3 separate regions of the Zea mays genome follow, and all the other regions are linked to region 3. The links are chromatin contacts, called in public Hi-C maps. All regions are on one chromosome and are shown on one strand. Each heading gives the region's core, a stretch centred on a gene start, on an enhancer-like site or on the middle of the called end of the contact. The rest is flanking DNA. Distances are from core to core; before and after follow the strand shown. Region 1 holds the start of LOC542570 (basal layer antifungal protein 2). Region 2 holds the start of LOC100284417 (aquaporin NIP5.1). Region 3 holds the start of LOC100193472 (putative cytochrome P450 superfamily protein).

Evidence for each region. A called contact is a pair of places that touch in the nucleus more often than the background predicts.
Region 1: a Hi-C map of ear shows a contact between it and region 3, with 2.1 times the contacts expected there. The contact joins the promoter of LOC542570 here to the promoter of LOC100193472 in region 3. A contact is called at or near these places in 1 of 25 Hi-C or Micro-C datasets (ear) and 1 of 3 datasets of contacts at active chromatin or transcription factors (leaf).
Region 2: a contact with region 3 is called in a Hi-C map of leaf, with 4 times the contacts expected there. The contact joins the promoter of LOC100284417 here to the promoter of LOC100193472 in region 3. A contact is called at or near these places in 2 of 25 Hi-C or Micro-C datasets (ear and leaf).

The regions. Positions count from the first base shown.
Region 1 is chr4:36,248,586-36,251,647 of Zm-B73-REFERENCE-NAM-5.0, forward strand. It overlaps LOC542570 (basal layer antifungal protein 2), which reads right to left and starts at 1,300. Exons shown (of 2, transcript NM_001138521.2): 1 at 1,159-1,300; 2 at 705-1,048. The coding sequence starts at 1,249. The coding sequence ends at 852.
Region 2 is chr4:36,300,845-36,303,845 of Zm-B73-REFERENCE-NAM-5.0, forward strand. It overlaps LOC100284417 (aquaporin NIP5.1), which reads left to right and starts at 1,384. Exons shown (of 4, transcript NM_001397565.1): 1 at 1,384-1,722; 2 at 1,827-2,258; 3 at 2,367-2,428; 4 at 2,546-2,814. The coding sequence starts at 1,471. The coding sequence ends at 2,690.
Region 3 is chr4:36,048,092-36,051,417 of Zm-B73-REFERENCE-NAM-5.0, forward strand. It overlaps LOC100193472 (putative cytochrome P450 superfamily protein), which reads left to right and starts at 1,268. Exons shown (of 1, transcript NM_001138588.1): 1 at 1,268-3,135. The coding sequence starts at 1,312. The coding sequence ends at 2,874.

The sequences.
Region 1 (3,062 bases), core at 50-2,549, 200 kb after region 3:
CCAAGAGGACACTAATTATATTTACTATGCCAAGTAGTAGTACAAATAGAATGTAAGTGTCATATCATTATACACATCTTGATTCTAGTTTACTTAAATACATAATAATGGTTTATATACTTCTCAACTTATATATTTAATGTGACCTCCTACCTTATATGTTATTACTAATTTCATATGAATGTATGACTTGCGTGAATTTTTAAAGTCAATTGAGGGTACACGTTACAGTTTTTACCGATCGAATTTAAGATTTCGATTGTAACCGGTGTAATTTTCGTACCGAACTTTCGTTTCTGATGTTTCCAAATTACCGATGTCGTTTTCGTTTTCGGAGTTACCGTTTTCGATCTTATTTCTGAGAAAAAATATGAAAAGAAAATTGATTTTAGTGTTTACCGATCGTTTTCGACCGTTTTTACCCCTAGGCGTGAGCTGCCGGTGTGGAAGTGGGCCGGCCGAGGAAGCGGCCCACACACCAGAGAGGGAGCCACACGTAGGCATTTTTCTTTTTATTTTTTCTTTTTAGTTTCCAATTCAAATCCAATGAGAATTCAAATGATTCAAATCCGAATTCAAATTCAAACAGTAATAAACCATGCTCCAGAATGCAGTGCACATCACAAATATATTCTTTTGCCCAATTGATCATTTTAGGAAAATATATTAAATGCATAATTAATCGATATGTAAGAGCACTCCAATTCAAATAATCTTTTCGAAAATCTTATTTATTTCTTAAAATGGGAGATTTGGGTGTTACATAATATTTTGGTGAAACAGCATCTAGCTAGCCTCATCTCTCGCCGTCTGTCTCCGCAGTATCATGATGTCTCCGCAGTATCATGAATTCATGATGATGGTTGACAACTCGCCACGCAGAGCACCAAGCTCTTATAGCACTTATTAGTCTTTCTGCAGACGTACTCATTAAGACCGGAATCTAGATAGCATGGCCCGTCGTCATTACGGCTAACAAGTATGTTGCCCGATGCCCTCGTCTTGGTCATCGTCATGTTCCTAGCATTGCTGTCCTCTTTGGTGTGCCCTAATAAGATCAATCACGTGCAACTCCATCAGATTAATTTAAGGAACACTAAATAAATTGATATACCTATTTACCACAAAAGAAAATGGGCCTAATAATTCATTGATTACCACTTGTTGTGCGTGCATGAGCAACAAAGGATGCTAGAAGAATCATGGAAAGCAACCAGAATAATCCTTGGAAGCTGCTGCACTTCGCCATGGGTGACAGATGATATGAGCTACAATAGTCTAATACCAAAAATGTGTTGATGTGTTTGATATCACCACGCCTGCTTTATATACTAAACATCTATCCGTGTCTATCTATCTCCATGTCTCTTAATCTATCTACCAGTCCATCTATCTATCTATCTCTATCTATCTATCTATCTATCTATCTATCTATCTATCTACTTATTTATATCTATTTATATCTATCTCTCTATATATGTGCCTACCTATCTAGTTATATCAACTATGAGAATTAAATACAAACTAATTAGGTTTAATAAAATTGTCTCGCCTTTAGTCTTATCTGTATAATTAGTTTTTATATTTAAACTATATTTAACACTCACAATTATCATTGGAACATTCGAAGTGGCACATACTAAACTTTAGTTCAATGGAACCAAACACCTCATGAATATCATTACCTCGGTTGCATGTTCCCGTGGGCAATACAATGCCCTCTCTTTTCCTGATTTTTCTTTTCTAGAACAATGTTGGTCCTTGCCATCTTATAAAGGTATTTTCATTCTTAGGGACAGATACTACAAGGAAATTCGATAATTTACGTCGGCTAGAGTCAGTTAAGGTTATGAGTTTCTCGCGGGATTTGTTACCTAAAATTATGGGATTAGCTCGGGAAACAACTTATAGCGGATCCAGACCTCCCCTTTATATAGATGAAGGGCTACGGCCGATTGAACCCCCAACAATCGATCAAATCAAGTCTATTTCTCGTTTTACTTATGCATTAGGAATAGTTCTAGTTTAGCTCTAGATTAGCCTTTCTCTACCCCCAAATTCTTCGCTTCTCTTCGGCTCTACGTTGATTAGAGGTGTCTAGGGTGGCCTGCCGACCCTAGACGAAGCCTAGGATCTCTCCTGACGGGGTCCCTCCCCGGAGCGAGATTCAGACGCCGCCGACGAACTCTGCCGCCCCTGTGCACGCGCGGACCGTCCGGCCTCTTGGCGCGGACCGTCCGTCTCGTCAGACAGGGAACCCGAGCCCTGCACCAGGTCGCGGACCGTCTGGCCCCTGGCCGCGGACCGTCCGCGCCTGTGTAGAGAGCACCGCCGCAGGTTCTCAACGCAGTGATTGGTGCCCGAACCGGCGCCAACACACTTTTTGGCGACTCCGCTGGGGACAGGTGTCTTGATCTACTAAAAATCAGGCCCTCAAATGGCCGGTTCTAAAGATCACACTGATATCTCCCTAGACAATATCCTGAAGCCAGCTGTTGAAAGACTAACGGCCGATGAGCAACAGCAATACGAGGACTACATGTGTCAAGCGAAGGAGAAATTCTTATCACAATACACGGTGGATCGCCACCAGAAAGTTGTCAAACATGGAGAGACCGACATCACATCTCTTCTATCTCCGCTTCAAGTCCCTAACGTAAGTACACCCGACGACATCCAATCTATTAAACAATATGTAGATCATCAGCAGAATCAAATGAAACAACAAATTGGAGGGTTAGAAGAATCAATTAGAAAATTAACACGTACGTTGGAGAAGTCTGTTGCTCCTAGTTTTCCATCATATGAAACTAGTAACAGGATATCTATGTCTAATACATCGGCAACAAATGGGAATTCGCAGCCCTAGCCATTATATGGTATGCCGATGAACTCATATCCAGGGAAAATACCACCGATGTCGTCCCTACTTGGCATATCGGCACCCCTGGACACGGTCGGACGGTCCGAGCTTTTGCCCGGACCGTCCGGCCCTTACGCAGACCGTCTGGCTTTCCCTGCCAGACAGTTCGGGACCACACCACATCTACCGCGTGGCGCCC
Region 2 (3,001 bases), core at 134-2,633, 250 kb after region 3:
GTGTGCATGCAGCTAGTAGCAGATTTTTACGCAGTATACCGAATTGCATAATTATCTACACAGTGTAGCATATTTAGTATCAGTATATATCATAAAATGGTCATTACGAGTTTTAGTTGCATGTCTGTTGCAGCGATCCTAAATTTATGGAGGAAATAAATCATTTAATATAGAAACCGCCACACATATCTTTCCTAAATTTACGTGCATGCAAGAGAACGTGTTTGACTCATGCATGCATTTTGCCATAATTTTTGGATCTGTATAAAAATAGAAACTGCATGCATGCGACTGCCATATTTTTGAAATCTACCATAAAAATAGGATCGTAATAACAACCTACCAGAGCTATCAACCTCTCACATTGGCAGGTATTTACGCTTATAATTGAGAGATTTTATGCTTAAAACTTATGGTTTTTACGCTACAACCTGGAGATGCGTCCACCAGTGAACAACATGCTAGATTTTTTTACGCAGTGTACCGAATTGCATAAATATCTACACCGTATAGTATAATTAGTATAAGTATAAGTCATAAACTAATTCTAATGTGTTTAGGTGCATGGTTGTTGGAGGGATACTATATTTATGAAGTAAATTAAACATTAAATACGATTTTTTGTTTCTATGCATGCAATTCATTTCCTTTCATTGCATATTATTTTCATCATAAATTTGTGCGCATGCAGCTGATAACAGATTTTTACGCAGTATACCGAATTGCATAATTATCTATACAGTGTAGCATATTTAGTCTCAGTATATATCATAAAATGGTCCTTACGTGTCAGTTCATTACAGATTAAGGTGTTGTTTGGTTCATACGGAATGATAATTGGATCTTTTATCTGCGATATTGGTTACTAGTTATAACTGGATTGGATAGTAGTATTAGAAAGAGAAACAAAAAATAGTTCATATAATCCATCATTTGTGTTACATTTCGACATTCGACGAAACAAACATCCTCTAAGCAACGGATCGGTCTCGTCCGGCCGGCGAAAGCAGACGGCATCAAGCAGTAATTAACATCGCCAAGATTCCCATGGAAGGTGATCGATACAAGTATATATATGTTTCCGTTCTCATGGTTTGAACAGGTAAAAATGCTGGTAGGTCGGAGCATCTCGTAGTGCCATTTGGCTATTTTCTGAACTCGTGTGATGATTGATGAATCTGTCAGTTCATTCTCAGCTGAACTTTTGCTTTTGTTTGTGTCGGCCCCAAACAGGTGCGTCACATCCATCGCTTTGCTCCACGCATGCTGAGCCAGCTACCGATAGAAAACCAAAGCAATCGATCAAAATAATACTTATATAATGCTGGGCTCTCGATCCGTATATATATGCACCCAATCGCTACCGTTCTTCTCATCCTGAGCTCGTCAGAGTGTAATCAACAAATTAATGACCGCACGAGCATCGGCTGCTGTGTGATATATATAGCTAGGATAGGAGGAGCAGTGCTAATGGCGGACGACGGCCGTCGCAGGAATGTCTCCATGGACTTCTCAGTGAGCATCCCTTCAGCAGCAGCAGCTTCCATGCTGGTGGACAAGGAGAACACGAGCGACGACAGGATATCAATCATCATCCCGCACAGCAGGTCTCCTTCCAGCAAGATCCTGCCGCTAGGGTTCCAGCGAAACGAGGCACCATCGGATCATTCACCTGCTCGTCCCGTCTCAGCAAAGAGGGTGGCGCTTGCACTCACCAAGAAGGTAATAATATAATATATGGGAAGAAGTGCAAACCATGACGAACTCATGCACTACCACATGATGCTGTGTGCTCATTTGCATTGCATGCTTTATCCATATATCAGGTGGCAGCAGAGCTCCTGGGGACGTTCCTGCTGGTCTTCACCGTGCTGTCGGCGCTGATCACGAACGAGGCGCACGGCGGAGCGCTGGGCGTGCTCGGCGTGGCAGTGGCCGGGGGGACGGCCGTGGTGGTGGTCGTCTCCTCCATCTTCCACGTGTCCGGAGGCCACGTCAACCCGGCGGTCAGCGTCGCCATGGCGGTGTTCGGCCACCTCCCGCCAGCTCACCTCGCGCTCTACGCCGCCGCCCAGCTCCTCGGGTCCGTGGCGGCCTCGTTCGTGGCCAAGGCGCTCTACGCTGGTCCGGCGAACCTGCTAGGCCCCACCGTCGCCACCGTGCCTAGCGTCGGCGCCTCTCAGGCGTTTTGGGTCGAGTTCATCACCACCTTCGTCGTCCTCTTCGTCGTCACCGCTCTTGCCACAGACCCCAAAGCAGTAATAATTATTTTCTTGATCTATACATACATAATAAGGAACTGTTGAATCCATCCGAACAAATTAGCGGACGTCGATCCACCAATATAATCTCGATTCCATCTGCAGGTGAAAGAAATGGTGGCAGTGGGAGCTGGCGCGGCGGTGATGATGAGCGCTCTCATCTCCGGGTACGTACGTTTAACACACATCGACAAATCCTCGATCGATCCAATATCATATCGCTTCTTTCATTATTTCTAGATGGATCGAGTAACTGATAAGGTTTCCACTCAAAATGGTGGCAGGGAGTCGACCGGAGCGTCGATGAATCCGGCGAGAACGCTGGGGACGGCGATCGCCACGGGGACGTACACCAAGATCTGGGTCTATATGGTTGCGCCTCCGCTGGGCGCCATTGCTGGATGTGGAGCTTACCATGCGCTCAAGTGATGTATCTATCATCCATGTAATCTAGCTAGTGATATGGATCGGAAACAGAAGGTGCTCGATACATATGTTCGCAACTAAATGCGGTTGCATGCATGCATGGTAGAAAACCACTCAAACGTACGCATTAATATTGGTTGATCTTGTAATACTCTAGTCGATCGTGCTTGCCATCATCTGGTGTTTTTGTACACCAATAAATATGATCTTGACAAGAATAGACACATCATGTACTAGACTAGAATAGACACATCATCTGGTGTTTGTATTATTGTATACATTACTACAAAGTTGATCGACTTATTCTAGTTCCT
Region 3 (3,326 bases), core at 18-2,517:
GCATTCTGCCACCCCGCTGGTGTTTTCTCTCCGACAGGGGCCTACATTTTACAGTCGCTCAGGGGCCTAAAAATGTAGAGCCGGCCCTGATTGTAACCAAATATAGGGATGGCAACAACCACATTTTACCCGCATGCCCACGGGCAAGAACCCGATAGGGTGCAGATTTAGGTGTGATTCTCAACCCGGTGGTTTTTTTCTCATGGATATGAAAAGGTCGTACTCGTGCCCGTGAACCCGTATTTGATTTATATGTGTGTATATATATGTATATGTATATTATAAATGTACGTATGTATTTGTACTTTGTATAGATATATAGATAGATAAATATATTTGTAATTATGTGCCTACAGATTTGTGTCATCCACGAATAATAGGTATGTGTGTATCAGTTGCATATAAAAGATACATATACAATGTTAACATTACTTCCATGAATATAAATTTGTAAATCATATACTCACGGGTTTCAAACCGGTTGCCATCTCAAACACACCCGTAAAGTTGAGGGAGGGACATAAATGGGCAAATGGCCAAGTGAGTGAGGTGGAAGTATAGATGTCCAAACGGACCGGGCTTGTCGGGCGGTCCGAAACACGACACGGGTTTGGCCCGACACGACACGATGGGCTAGGCCCGGCACGGCCCGATTTTATTTTTTTCATATAAATACATATATTATACTTGAATATAGAGTATAAAACACAAGAAACATGTGTTTTTGTTGGTTATGTGGGTGTAAATAAATGTTTAGAACTAATAAATATGATTTAAACCCTAAAAATGCATACTTTTAGGATATTTTTATCATTTAAATGTCATATATTATTATGGGCCCGTTAGGCCCGTCGGGTCGTGGGCCGGCCCGGTACGATTATTAACCCAGTGGGCCGTGCTTGGACCTCGCTTGGGGGCCGTGGGCCGGCACGACACAGCCCGCTAGCTACTTCAGGCCGGGTCGACACGATCCTAATCCGTGTCCGGTCTAGCCGTATTTGGGCCGGGCCGATACGGCCCGCCCATTTAAACATCTGTAGGTGGAAGCGACACGCATGAGTGTTGGTAGGGCAGCGCCCGAGATGCAGACCCACCATATAGTACATGCACCCTTTTTTGTCCTTTGCACAGTTGCATTGCTCAGCTGCTGGCCTGCTGCACCGTGCTAAAATGATGCCTCAGGCTAAAGTCACCTTTCTACCGTCAATTTTAATTGTAATTGCTTTATAAATAACATAACATACAATATAAAATTGCATCGTCTCCTCTCCTTCCTGACATTGGCACTGGCAGCTGCACTCACCGGCAGCCATGGAAGACTTGCTCTACTACTCCCTCACCGTAGCCATCTGCATCGCAGTCATCGGCCTCCTCTCCATCCTCCGTTCGTTCACCGCCACCGGACCGCCGCCGGCGCTCCCGCCCGGCCCGTCGCTGCTGTCGCTGATCACCCCGCTCCTCTTCCTCGGCCGAACGAACTTCGGCATCGAACGGATCCTCTCCGCCGCGCGGTCCCGCTACGGGCCCGTCTTCACGCTCTACCTGCTCCCGTCCCGCCCGGCCATCTTCATCGCCGACCACGTCGTGGCGCACCGCGTGCTGGTGCAGGGCGGCGCCGCCTTCGCCGACAGGCCGCCGGCCAGCCTCCCCTTCCGCCTCTTCTCCAGTGGCCAGCGCAACATCACATCCGGCGCCTACGGCCCGGTCTGGCGCGCGCTCCGTCACAACCTCACGGGCAACGTGTTCCACCCGTCGCGCATGGGCCGGTTCGCCGCCGCCCGCCGCCGCGCGCTGCGGGGGCTCGTCGCCGGCGTCGCGCGCGACGCCGGCAGCAGGGCCGTCGTCGTCGAGGGGCTCCTGCACCGGGCTATGTTCCACGTCCTCGTCACCATGTGCTTCGGCGAGCGCCTCGCCACCGACGCCGTCGTCGCGTCCGTGGAGGCGCTGCAGCGGGAGTTCCTCAAGTCGGTGCTCGGCTTCCAGGTGTTCGACGTGTGCCCCGCGCTCACCAGCCTCCTGTTCCGGCGCCGGTGGAAGCAGATGCTGTCCCTCCGCCGCCGGCAGGAGGAGCTCTTCGCCCCTCTCATACGGGCGTGCCGCGCGCAACGAGGCTCCGACGCCAACGCCGGCGCGGACACGTACGTGGACACGCTACTCGACCTCCGGATCCCCGAGGACGGGGGCAGGAACCTCACGGAGGGCGAGATGGTGAGCTTGTGCGCCGAGTTCGTGGCCGTCGGCACCGACAACACGGCGACCGAGGCGCAATGGATCATGGCCAACCTCGTGGCGCATCCGGAGATCCAAGCAAGGCTCCGGGCCGAGATCCACCAGGTCACCGGCGGCGCGGGCGTCCAGGAGCAGGACCTGCCGCGGATGCCGTACCTTCGCGCAGTGGTCCTGGAGGGGCTCCGCCGCCACCCGCCGGGCCACTTCGCGATCCCGCACGCCGCGACCGGCATCCAAGACGACGACGGCGGTGGCGACCACGCGACCATCGAAGGCTTCCGCGTGCCGCGGCGCGCGTCCCTCAACTTCACGCTCGTCGCGCTGGGGCTCGACGAGGCGGTGTGGCCCGACCCGCTGCGGTTCCGGCCGGAGCGGTTCCTGCCCGGCGGCGAGGGCGCGGACGTTGACCTCACCGGCGCGAAGGAGGTCAAGATGATACCGTTCGGCGCCGGGCGGCGGATCTGCCCCGGGATGGCGCTCGCTCTGCTGCACCTCGAGTTCTTCGTGGCCAGTCTCGTCGCCGAGTTCGAGTGGCTCCAGGTCCCCGGTGAGCCGGTGGAGTTCGCCGAGAAGCAGGAGCTGTCCGTCGTGATGCGCCGGCCGCTCCGTGCCACCGTCGTCCGGTGCACAAGGAACGCCAACTGACCACACGGGTTGTCGTTGTCGAACCGAACGTCTGCACTTTTCTGCTCTTGTTTGTTGCTGCATGCATGTGCTTTTCTTTCAGTGAAGTTCAGCGAATTTAGTAAAAAATTCGCTACCAAATTTCCTGTGGACTTGTGGAGTCATGTTGTTAGCATGCCCTGCTCTTGTTGGCTAGAGGCTTTCATGTATTTGCACTGCACTGCTCTGATTGTCCTAAAAGTTATAATATTAATAAAAAAATCAGTTTTTCTTTTGTCCATCAACAGTTAGAGTTAGGCCCGTTTAGTACAGATCTGTCTCCTCTAAAAATGATTCCGACTCTGGCTTCTCTTCAAGAATAGCTCATCTACAAGAGCCAGTGTTTTTTTTTAATAAATCGTTTGGCAAAACGGTTCCTCTTGACTCAAGAGAAAGAGAGTGAGAGGAGGAGCCGCTAGGAGTCAATTTTTTTA